Linked DNA regions of Rattus norvegicus: region 1 is linked to region 2. A link is a contact called in public Hi-C data. All regions are on one chromosome and are shown on one strand. Each heading gives the region's core, a stretch centred on a gene start, on an enhancer-like site or on the middle of the called end of the contact. The rest is flanking DNA. Distances are from core to core; before and after follow the strand shown. Region 1 overlaps LOC108352654 (a long non-coding RNA gene). Region 2 overlaps Dusp10 (dual specificity phosphatase 10).

Region 1 (5,987 bases), core at 1,194-3,693, 180 kb before region 2:
TTTTAGTCACGGGGGAAAGGACGGACTTTTAGACTCTGCTGTGTGTGGCCCGGATCCTGCTCTTGGCCCCCAAGCTGTTTAATCGCTCAGCCTCTCGGGGGCTGCTCTTTGGCTAATGAATCCTTACCTCTACCTTCCCCCTCCTCTTAATGAGCGCTAATAAAGTGCATTTAACTCTACTAATGCAACAAAAACTCAGTTATTTCATTGTATCTACTTAATAAGAACCCTGTTTAATATCAAATTACAGCCTGCTGGGCCAAAGCATTATGGGGGCGGAAGTGGGACCGTGAGACGGGAGTATCGAGTGCCCTAATTCGGGCATGCTCCTTAATACGCCCTGCAGTATGATACGATTGCTTAATTCATTTAGCCCGGCTAGTTTGATCCCACAGCCAACTGCTGTGTAAAATTTACTGCAGTGCTAGGTAACAGTCCCACCACACAAGCTGAAATACAGTATCGCTTTTCTCGGGACCGAGCTATTAACAGTTGTTTGGGGGAGAGGCGATCTGCAATGGAGCAGATACAGTTACAAGAAGGAAGATGCCTTGGACTGCCCTGCCCTCCGTCTCTGAGAGAGTTAGAGCAAATCCAATTTGCATTAATAAGAAAGCAAAATTCCCCTAATTTTCATGGCATCGCCTCGGGGCTACTTTGATTTCAGATTTATCTAAAGTGAGCCGTGACCTCTACATCCCTGACTATCTCCTTTTATGAATCTCTCTGGCTTCTTTAAAGCCAGACCTTTCCACACACACTTCGCCGTAGCGAGTATGTATGAAAAGGTTTCTGTCTAAAGAAAAGCGTCACTTTATGATTGCAACGGTGATTTCTGAGCTCAAATCTCATGTGTATTGGATTTTGTTAGAGTAACAAACACATCTTTAGTGCCCTTACTTTCAAAGCAGAGCGAGCACCTTTGTTCTGGGCTTCCCTGTCTGATATGTGGGCAATGTTTATGGTCTCGTGCCACTGTAAAGGACCGTGCTTGGAGACATTTGCAGCTCTATTTTTCTTTTCGGGTTGCACTGGCTCTGAAGACCTGTGTATTAAACCCATACATACTTTGATAGGATGATTGATGTTAGGTGTCATGGATGCTTGAAGGAGCTAAAGGAAAATTGGGACTTACCCATGAATTTACAAAAGAAAAAGAATAAAAATAAAAATTTAAGTTGAAAGGGTGTGTGTGTGTGTGTGTAGACATGGTTCAGCACTTAAGAATACCGGCTGCTCTCCTAGAGAATCTGGGTTTGATTCCCAGCACCCATGTGGCAGCTCGAAACCACCTGTAACTACATTCCTTTTTCCGACCTCTGAAAACGACAGAGACACATGCCGTATACTTAAATACATGCATGCAAAATGCTCATATACAGACAAGGAAATAAAATTAAAATTTAAAAAGCAAAAGTAGGGAGGGCTGGAGATGAACTTCCCTCTGTTTGTAACAAATCAGTTGTTTTGATATACATTTGAAAATGGGTCATGCACTGTGTAAAGGAGCCAGAGTCCTCTGCTGAAGTCTCACAGGACTCCCATGCTACCACAGTAAGTGACCATTAGAACCTCTTTCCACACTGACTTGCTTGAGGCACTTGGGAGCCTCAAAGACAGGAAGGCCATGGGTGCCAAAGTCACTTAAGTACCTCAAGTCAAAATGTGATTGTTTATGAAAAGCTTAAGCGGCTCCACTCCCCCTCTCTCCGTATTTCTCTGTTGTGTGTGAGGAAGACCATCCAGATCTTTCCAGCCAAGGACAAGGCTATTGTTGCTGGCTGGACACGTCCCACTGCATCCCAACTTAAGGGAAGTAAATGGTTTCTCTCCCTAAACCGGAAGAGCATCTCCATTTAAAGACCTGAGACAGACACCTGAGACAGACAGGACACTTTTCTATGTTGAGTAGTGGAGTAGATCTTTTCTTACTCTTCCAAGCTCTAGTTTCTAAACAGGAAATAAATTTCAAAATGAAGTGATGAATGATGTCCAAGGGCTGCAGGAGGTACAGCCAGAAAAGCCAATGTCTACATCTCAGTGAGAGAGAATGAATCCTGTGTGATCCACTCTCGTCTCTCCTTTTGAAAGCCTGTGATTGGACATCATTGCCCTACCTGCAGCCAGGGTTGCGTTGCTTCTCAGATGAGCTCATGTTCAATGGATTGAGAAGGGCATAGTGTAGGAAGATGTGTCGTCTGAACTGAATTGCTCTGCAGACTAGTAGAAACTAAATTTGAGAAAATTCTGAGGAAGCAGTCCAGGATATTCTTTTAGAAAGCTAGTCTTCTCAAACCCAAGGCTTTGGGGAGATTAGCTTTGTGCAAACTCAGTCATTGCCAAAACCAGCTAGGATTAACTGGTCTGTCAGTGCACTGGGCCCTTCCCCCAAAGCGTGGTGCTTGTGTGGTGCTTGTAACCATGAGAAGGAGCTTCAGTTACTTCAGGGAAGAGGCTAAAAAAGGCAAAGGCTCATTATCTCCCCAGCAAGCCAAGGCAGCAAAGGGTGTCTTGACTCCCAGGGATCCCAAAGTGAAATATAACACTCACTGAGGCAGCCTTGCCTGGGGATTCCTTAAGCTTTTGATTTTTCTCTGCTGCCGGGAGTTTTGAAGTCCTTGTTGTAAAGAGGGCTGAAGGAGAGTGGAGAGACAGGCCATGGAATGCCTCAGTCAAGAACTGGCAAGGGTCTGGAAAGAGGATTCACTCAATCATAAAGCGAAAAGATTCACACGGCTTCATTATCTGTGCTTGTGACTATCACAGAAACCACCCTGGACATAGAAGAAGGGCTGTGACGAGGACAGGGGACATTTTCAAGAAGAAGCAGGGCAAGAGTCTGCAAATAACAGGTCTGAAGAGATTTCACCTGAACACAGGCCAACTGCTCACCAGATCCGCTTTTCTCTCTACTCTTCCCATTCACTGAATCTTGGCGGAAACACTGGTGATGTCTGGACATGTGCGTTGAATTAATAGCTAATAAATAAACCCCAGTGGCGGGTTCTATATTCTATCTTAACTGTCCTGGACCCAGAGGGCTGCCCAACTGGGCCGCGCTCTCCAGGCTCCTTCACGTGGCGGTCACGCCTCTCTTCTTAGGCATGGCATCTCTCCTCTCCTCCACACTCTCCCTGCAGTCCCAAGTCTGGGAAATCCCCAAAACCCACCTCTGTCCTTTCCAGCTATTGACTGTGGACATTTTTATTTATCAATCAGAACCAGCTGGGGGCGGTTCCCAGAAGCTAAGTGCAGACACTCAAATTCTGCAGTTTCGTGGACCCAAATTAACATTAGAATATAAGCAGCATTAGGCCAAACCCTCTACACTTGACTTGTGTGCCTTGCTGCTGTCCTAGTACCTAGGGCTTGATTGACACTTAAAAGCATCAGGCCTTCTCTGAGTGCTCTTCCTGTGTGTGTGTGTGTGTGTGTGTGTGTGTGTGTGTGTGTGTGTGTGTACAACAACCTTAGGGTCGCACTATGTTTGTGTTTCAGGATTTGAACTCAGGTCCTCAGGATTGGCAGCAAGCCTCTTTACCTGTTGAGCCATCTCATTGGCCCTGAGCATAGTTTTCTAACAAAAAGCGATGTGTCCACTGCACAGCATCAGGACCTGAAATGAATCCACTTTTCAAAGCCTTTATCAGTCTGTCCCAAGTCATGAATTTGTTTATTTCTTCCAAAGGTACTACTACTCCCGTGCGCCCACTGTCATTTCCTAGGGGCACCTTGGCATTTGGTTCTAACCATTTGGCGGTGGTTTTCAACTGGTCAAAGTTGAGAGCCTGGTTTGCCAAGGCTGACCTTCAAGACTGAAGCCTTTCAGGATCCCAGCGAGTGGGTATTGGTGCCCCATGCCCGCACCAACACGGTACCGAGAATCAGGCAGGTTATTCATGTCAAGCCAGGAGAGGAAGAGAGAGAGAGACTCCTGTAGCTTTATTCACACTTATATACCCAAGTTCCCCAGGTAGAAAATATCTGGGAAGTACAGTGGGAAACCCTGGCTCAAGAGTGACTTCGTAACAAAAGACCGACTACTAGGAGACCTGAATTAATTAGGGAGAAATCCGAGAAGACCAGCCTAAATCTCAAGGACAAAGGCTGAGAAAGCAAAAGGCAGGAGCGAATTGACCACCACCCAGGTGTGGCCCAGGTGTGGCCCAGGTGTGGCCCAGGTGTGGCCCAGGTGTGGCCCAGGTGTGGCCCAGGTGTGGCCCAGGTGTGGCCCAGGTGTGGCCCAGGTGTGGCCCAGGTGTGGCCCAGGTGTGTCAGTTCCACATGCATCAGCCGGGCTCAGCAGGGGTCATGCGGTGGAGACACCGGGTGTCAGGAGATACTTGGTATTTGTTCGGGCTGAAAGCATTCCGTGTTTATTTTCTTCCTGTGCCGTAAATTCATGGGAGAGGCTTTTGTCCAACAATCTCAAGACTTTATGGCCATACAGTCACAAAGCCACCAGGCCCAAATCCAATACGGCTCCGTACAAGTGGGTGGTGTCCTTTGTGTGTGGGTGACAGCCTCTAGAAACAGCAAAAAGATGATTTTATGAAGTGGCTTCTAAGACAAGGTTTCATTTTCCACACAATCATTTGAAACTGTGCAGCTGGAGTTCCTTGTCCTTCAGAAAGAAAGAAATAGGAACAAAACAGCAATAACAACCAAACCCCAGGCCGCCCCACAGAGCTGACCGTGGACCTGCAGTTTATTCCACAGTGAGAAGACTTCCCAGTCACAGCCTCCTTCCATCTGTAGTGAAGTCCCTCAGATGTATCCCAGACAAGCATCATGCACGTGCGTGCATACATGCACACACACATAAACACATACACACACATAAACACATGCACACACACATAAACACATACACACACACAAAACATACATGCAGACACACACAAAACATACATGCACACACACACAAAACATACACGCGCACACACACAAAACATACACGCGCACACACACACGCACACACACACATACACACACACAAACACAGACACAAACACACACATACACACACAGACACATGCACACACAAAGAGAGAGACTAACAAAGACATAAATGTAATGATGATTAATTGTATTTTTAAAGACTATATCAAACAAGGTAGAAATGAAGACCAAGACGAACATATGAGGTTGTCCTGTCCTCTGACTTCTACGTATCAGGGCACATATGTACTGTAATTCACACACACACACACACACACACACACACACAAACACACACACACACACACACGAATGTGTAAGAGAGAAAATAAAAATAAAACAAGTAAAAATGAACCCAAATGTTCTTTTCATCCAGTGACCTTGTGGCCATAACTGTGACAAGGAAATTCATGGCTCACGTGTGCATGGTAGTGCACAGGATAATACAGTGGCATTGGTCACATAACAGTGGGGCACATACAGCTATCTAAATAATGCTTGACAGCAAGCAGCTGCACAACAGCCTTGTGTGTTTCCTCTACTATACCTTGAATCGTTGTCTGGAGTAACTTCTGTGTCAATAGGGGTCTCAGGCACCTCTCGTTTGCTTTAGTTTCCCTTTTGATTGATTTGTGCTGTTTTGATGACAAGGTCCCAGGAGCAATATATATGTGTGCACACACACCATATGACCTAGGTTTGTGATGGGTGTGGCACCTAGCTTTATGGAGATTGTAGGATGTCATACAGGTGGAGGCAGGTACAAGATAGAATGAGGCCTGTCATTGGACAAGAAGGAAGGATGGACGGGAGAAAAGTTTGAGGGAAGAGGAAACTGGAACGGAAGGAGATTGGAGAGGAAGCCATCAAGAGAACATGGAGGCAGATGCTAAGATTCCACTCTACCTTTACAGGTTGTGATGAATGTTCTTAAGGGATGGATGTGTACAAGACTTTGTATGTTTAGGTGGGCAGTTATATCTCATCGATGGGATCAGAGGTGATTGTGTTGTATGTTCTTTCTTGTGGCGATTTAAGTTTAAGAG
Region 2 (6,467 bases), core at 1,532-4,031:
CATCTTCCCACAGTAACAGCACAAAGAAACCCATATGGGGATCTTCATCATACAGGGATACAGCAAAGGCTTTGGAACCAAGGAGAGCTGTGTTCTCATCCTAGCCTCGTACTGCAAAATGGCCCTTAAAAATATATATATATAAAGTTAAAAGATAAAAGCAGGCCAAAACCTTGTCTCTGAAGCACTGTTTGACTGGTCTGTTTACCTCTAGTGCCCTTTTTTTCTCACAAGGGACACGGGGTAAAATTAAACACAGGTCTTGTTCCTATCAGAAACATGTCCAAACAGTTGAGGCTCAAACGACAAAGTTCCACTCTGCTACACAGAGGGACCCTGTCTGCCACAACTGCAGAAGCAGAAAGAGCGTGTAATAATTCCCTTTCCATTAAAAACAACAAATCTGTTTCTTTGCAGGCTGCAGCCTTGGAAAGAAATTCTGTAGGCCCTTGGTGTACTTCGGGAAGGCTAGAGGAAACAGCACAAAGATGCTTAGCAGAACAACATCTCCTGAAGATAAACCATGCCCTAAACAAGCTGCTTGCTGGAACTCGGTCGTGCACAGTCTAAGGCCCCTGGATGCTCTCTCCCTTACTGTGAGACTACAAACACTGACAGAACATATTTTCCAGATTCACACAGTGCTTCACACACAGAAGGGACTGTCGGCAGCTACGAGACCTGTGGTCTAACCTCTCTACCCACCAGCTTGCACTACCATGAACCGCCAAAGAGCTGTTAACTTGAGATGCTTGAAGCTCTGGGGATCAAGCCTAGGCCCTTGCACCTGCCAAGCAAGCACTTTCCATTTAGAAAGCCCTTTCCCAACCCTTTATTTGCATGTACCTTGGCAAATTTTTTTTTTTTAGCTCTTCCTTAAAATATTAAGTTGCTAAGAAAATGGGATTAAATCAATGCTAATAGTTGGCCCATGTTCCAGGACCTAGGTAAAATTGTGACCCTCAGGTACTGGTTTCCAAAATCCTTTCACTTAAGTCTGGTTTTGTTCTAGATGGAAACCTGAAAACCAAAAAGGTACTAGTATTCAAAACGACTAAGTGGACTACTTTATTTCAGGTCGTACACTCTACATGGGATGCTGCTACACATACACATAATGTACACATACACATATACATACACATAATGTACACATACACACATATCAGTCTACGGCCTGCCAAGACCCTATTTTAGCACCAAGGACCAAGGCTCTGAAATTAATCACGCATGTGACCTTGGATTAGTCATAAACCTCTCCGGGCCTCATTTCCATAACTGCATAATGAGCTTGAACTAGATCAATGGTTTTCCAATTTCACTGCACAGTAGAATCGTGTGGGGAGCTTTTCAAAATCTTGGCATGTGCGCAGGCTGTACCTTAGACCAAATGAATCAAAACCTTTAGTGGGGGTGAGAGAGGGTAAGGGCAGGCAAGGATCCTGAGCACCAGAGACTGTCAACCATCCACTCGTAACAGCGTAGAATCAACAGCCTTCCAGAGTGGATTAGAAGACCATTCTGGGGATCAGGATGATTTCTATCCTTAAGCTGGACGTGGTAGCACCTGTACATAATCTCAGCGTCTGGCAGCAGAGGGAAGATGATCGCTGCAAGTTCAAGGCTAGCCTGAACTCCACAGTGACCCCATCTCAAAACAGCAAACAGAATATCTTCAGTGTGTGGTTAGTTATTTGGTATCAAAGTGGACAGAGTTGCCTAAGCACTACCTGTGGCCATAATTTGCGTCCAAACTGCTCTCCAGGGATCTTGGAGAATGGAGAGGACTGCTATCACAGCGAGAAGATCTGAGGAAACATGGCCTGCTACAGAGGCCTCCTCCCTGGCCTCTGAGGGTCTCAGCCCTTGAAATCTCATCAGACCAACTGGAGGGTTGGCACAAACAGACCAAGCAGGGAAACACACCTCGTCACCCTTCTCCAGACTCACGCCTCCTAGAGAAACATGCTTTAGAATGTAGCCAGGCGGACTGCTTTCCTGTCAGTTTCTTGACCTAGTGCTAATGTTTGCAATCGGTGACTACCACTCACCCCACTGCCAAGAGTTGCCTGAACTCCTCTTTTGACAGCCCAGGTAGCTGATCCCAGTTCAGTTCAGTTCGGTTCATAGGTCTGACCTGGTATTGCCCCAGAGTCCTGGGTTCAGGCCAACTTGCCCTTTCCCTCTGTTTAAGATGCAAGGACATCTCAAAGACCAGGGGGCTGGCTTAGCTGAACCAACTACTCTTTATAGACCACTCTCCATTATCCCATACCATGAGGAACTACGGGCTCTCACAATAGGGCAAACCTAAGAGCCTGGGAGGTCACCAATGAGGGGGTCACTCAAACTCCACAAGAATGTGCGCTGTAGGGTCACGGGAAAACCTACCTATGAGGAGCAGACCAATAAGAATAGGGTTGGGAGGGAGGCGTGCTCAAGCCCACGGTCTTTCACTTGGATTGCAATGAGGCAAGGCCGGCAGGCAAGTTCCTTCAGGGGAACGTTCAGGACCCACTCAAATGAGCAAGCATTAGCTCCTTTTCTTCCCTCACACTCCAGCTCCGCTCTGGCACTCAGGGTTGCAGCAGCCCACACCCCCTCCTTCTATCATCTACCCTTTTATAGTCAGACTACAATCCTCCTTCCAAAAATAAATCGAGGAGAGGCCAGCGAAGACAAAGTTGAAAAGTTTTATACTTTCATTATTCTATCCAGGACATTAGCTGGACAGATTTATCATCCCATTTTCCTAAGCTCTCCTACAAATAAATAATTCTAGGGTATGCCCAAATTACTCAGCCTCTTGACCCAACATGTTTTTGCAATTACTTGGCACAACTGTATGCTACTTAAATTAGGTAACAGTCACCAAGTTATTTTTAGGCCCTAGCAACACACACACACACACACACACACACACACACACACACACACACACAGCTAGACCTAGGTGGTTGTACTCCCGGGAGAGAAGAGGACAAACCACCTTTTCTGACTGACACATTTCAATCCACAGAAATATTGCCGAGCTACCCGGAGAGCGTGCTCAGCGTGCATCCGGGGCTCTGCTGCTGAACACTTTGCAAGCCTTCGCTTACTGAACTCCTGAGTGAACATCACAAGGACAACACCAGTGCTGTGCCTTCTTTTTACCAATGAGGAAGCCAGAGAACTCAAGGTTTCAGCAACCTGCCCAAGGACATCAAATGGAGGAACCTAGTGTCCTGCCGATCGGCTGTGCTTCCTACATTTCTCTACGTTTTCTTATAGAGCGAATGTTTGGCTCGTAGCCTTGAGTATTAATCAGGCATTCGGAATTACAAGAATAAAATAAGGTTGCAATGCAGATGTGTCTTAAAAGGGTGGACAAAGCAAGGAGGGATATGTTACTCTCCCCCCCAAAGAAAGCCGACTAAGAAGACTTTCCCAGGGTCTCTAGTTTCTTGGCGTAGCTATTCAGTCTGCACTGCTTACTAGTGAGTATTTCAGGAACTATTCCGACTCAGGAAAACTGTTAGACCCAATTTGCTCTTTATCCCGGAGTTAAGAGGAAGGTATGGGAGCTTTTGATGGGTATGCAGAGCATGAACTTACGTATTCTTACATACATGCCATCTTACCATTGAAAACAGTTCAACTGCACCTGAATATTTTAATAGAAAATATTTCTAAGATGGGGAGGGGGTGGGGAGTAGGGGGAAGTTTTTAGTGTAGGTCTCACTCCCTTGCCTGACTCCTCTCTCTGCATCAATCTTTTTCAGCTACTTCTCTGCCAGTCCTTTGAGTCCTTACCCCCGACCCCCACAACCCCTCCAAAATGCTTCTGGTGGAGAGCAGAGCTATAAAACCCACAGCAGACAGGCTACCTTCATTTTGTAAGGCAGCAAGTACAGGCCTGGACTCTGACACACGGAATGCACAGGCAGAGACAGGCCCTGAGGGGGTCCTAAGAAGGGGAAGGAGGCTTCTCCTTAGACTCAAGACCCAGTCACTAACAGTGGCATTCCACATTTGAAGAACATTCCTGGGCAAGTATATTACACTAAGTATTTAGCTGGGAAAGAAAAGTGTCTGCACCACTCTGTAAAATACTCCCAGCTCAATTAAATATATAACACTGACATTAGACTACAGCACACGACACAGAATATTTCAAAAACAAGGAAGGGGGAGACGAAGAAAGGAAACACATGTTTGATCTGGTTGGCAATAAGGGTGTTCATTTTGAAAATTTTGATCATAAAATTTTAAAGGCCATGGCTACAATGAGGGGACAGTAGGAGACATGCCCTTCCCACATACATAAAGGACAAATGATTTCCCTGACCCCAGTGATGTTAAAAAGGATGGGAGTCTTACTGAAGTGACACCTCTCATTTTAGAAGGACGATCCAGCCTCCTTACTTAGGTTTGAAATCAAGTTACAGTTGATCAAAACAACCAACATTGGTGTGGGAAAGGTTACAATTCTTTCAAAGACTGAATCTCTAACGATTTATTCATCTGGGTCACTCGGATGAGGTTGACCAGAAGCAAGGGTCTGGTGCCATATATCCTTCAGTGGGTAAGAAAGAGCCAGAGACTACACAGTCTCAGACCTAGGTCACAGCGGGGCGGGGACTATAAATTAGAACAGTAACTTAATCCCAGGGGCTTCTGTGCCTCCGATCAGTTTCGTCCCAACCTGACACTGCTTGACGAAAATGGCAACCCAGCCGCCACTGGGCTCGACAGGCAGCTCCAAAAATGGAGAACATGGCATTGAAACTGAGGGACAGAAAAGCTGGAACGGGAGGGTAGCAACCGGTGTTTACAAACATGAACCAGAGTCTCAGACGGATCAGGCATCTTTGAAAAAAAAAAAGTCTCTGAAAATAAATTCAGCAAGAACTGGGGACTTCCAGCCATATAGTCTAACCATCTACCCCCACCCCAGCAGCCACAGGCTCCCTACAAAATCCACTCATTCCAAAATGGTGCCGTTCCCGCACCAGCTGAAATGCAATCTTAGCTTACCAACAAGGTGAGTCCTAAAAATAAGTCTCAGAAGAGAAGTCAGACCAGAATGGTCTGCTTGATCCACTCAAGAACCTAGGAGAAGCTGCCCACCATGCTTGTTGAGAGAAAAGCACCTCATTCTCTACCTCGAGAGCGCTCTGAAATGAACCTCTGGTTTGATCAGAGAAGAGGATAACTGGGGGGCTCAATGTCCCATCTCTTTGTCCTCCTCCTTAACTTGGTCCTGATTTTAGGCCATTCCTCCAAAAGGTACCAAATTCATGATCACAAAGTAGACAAGCGAACCTTTTACTCCTGAACTATGTATTTTCAACCAAATTCCAAGAGAGTTGAAGGAAAATTCCCCCCAAAACTACAAATTACCCAACCTCTACCACCAGAGCGTCTTCCGAGCTGGCCGCCACGGTGTCGAACCAATCCGAAATGACGAGCCCTCAGCGCAGCTGCCCAGGGCGCCTGGTAGTGAGGTCAGCAGCGTGTCCAGCCCCGCCCCACTGAGGCAGTCTTTACACTGACACTGAGGAGCAAACCCAGGCTGCAGGGATCTTCAGATAGATCTATGGGAGAAGGCTGGAGGAATCCCTTCTTCCTTAGCAGTACCCATGAAACATTTCTCAGCAACTGATGGGCCATCCCAAAACCCACCGAGCTCCACAGCAAGAGAGAGAATAGGATCCACTCATCCTAATAAGCCCTGTGTTCGAGTTTAGAGCCATCATAAACCAAGTCTGCTTACTCCTCTTAGATTACATAGACCAAAAGGGCTGATTTTTACCAAACCTATCCAATTACAAGATAAAAAAAAGGCAGCCCGCAAAGCTTTTTGTTACAGGTGAGGAAATTGTAGATGGTGTTTTCTCATCTGTAAAAAAAAGACAAGACAAGATCATGCCAAGAGAAGAACAGCAGGCTAAAGGCACAGGGGGGTTATAAAGTCAACCAAACAACAATTCAGAAGAACACAACTACACAACTGAACCCTGACATATTTGTGACTCCAAGAAAACTTGCCACCACCATGACAGGACCCAGAGCTTCTAGAACTGTGTAGAACTGAGCCCACATAACCCCAGAGAAAGCTGCATCTTTGTGAGAGTTGTCCAAAGGATTAAAGTGGGAAGGGGCGTTCCTTAGCAATGGGTGATTAAGCCACATTCCTCAGAGCAAGGAGAATGACTAGAGATGTCCCACAATGACAAATCTGAGCGTGCTTCCCTAAGCAGCCTATCCCAAGTTAAACATGAAAAGCGTTCAAAGGAAGGCAGCACCATGATGATCAACAGCACTTTAGTGTTGGAGTTGGGATACTGCCCCCCCAACCTGCCCAAACCCCATACACACACACACACACACACACACACACACACACACACACACACACACACAATGGCTCAAAACAGAGAGATAGTTATCACTCTCCATCAAGACCAGGTAGCTGTTATCAG

The links. Hi-C and Micro-C count contacts between places; a contact is called where the count stands out from the background.
Region 1: a Hi-C map of psoas muscle shows a contact between it and region 2, with 3 times the contacts expected there. The contact joins two enhancer-like sites. A contact is called at or near these places in 9 of 12 Hi-C or Micro-C datasets (the A7r5 cell line, the Rat2 cell line, Schwann cells and 5 more) and 1 of 1 datasets of contacts at active chromatin or transcription factors (oligodendrocytes).

The regions. Positions count from the first base shown.
Region 1 is chr13:98,331,072-98,337,058 of GRCr8, reverse strand. It overlaps LOC108352654 (a long non-coding RNA gene), which reads right to left. Exons shown (of 4, transcript XR_001840998.3): 3 at 5,489-5,987; 4 at 3,898-4,526. Among named protein-coding and RNA genes, the nearest start is that of Dusp10, 190 kb to the right of the region's middle. Within about 2 kb of position 2,443, at least 2 of the 93 cell types and tissues checked have an H3K27ac peak or open chromatin away from gene starts, as enhancers often do.
Region 2 is chr13:98,149,790-98,156,256 of GRCr8, reverse strand. The region is part of intron 2 of Dusp10 (dual specificity phosphatase 10); the gene reads right to left. Among named protein-coding and RNA genes, the nearest start is that of Dusp10, 7.1 kb to the right of the region's middle. Within about 2 kb of position 2,781, at least 19 of the 93 cell types and tissues checked have an H3K27ac peak or open chromatin away from gene starts, as enhancers often do.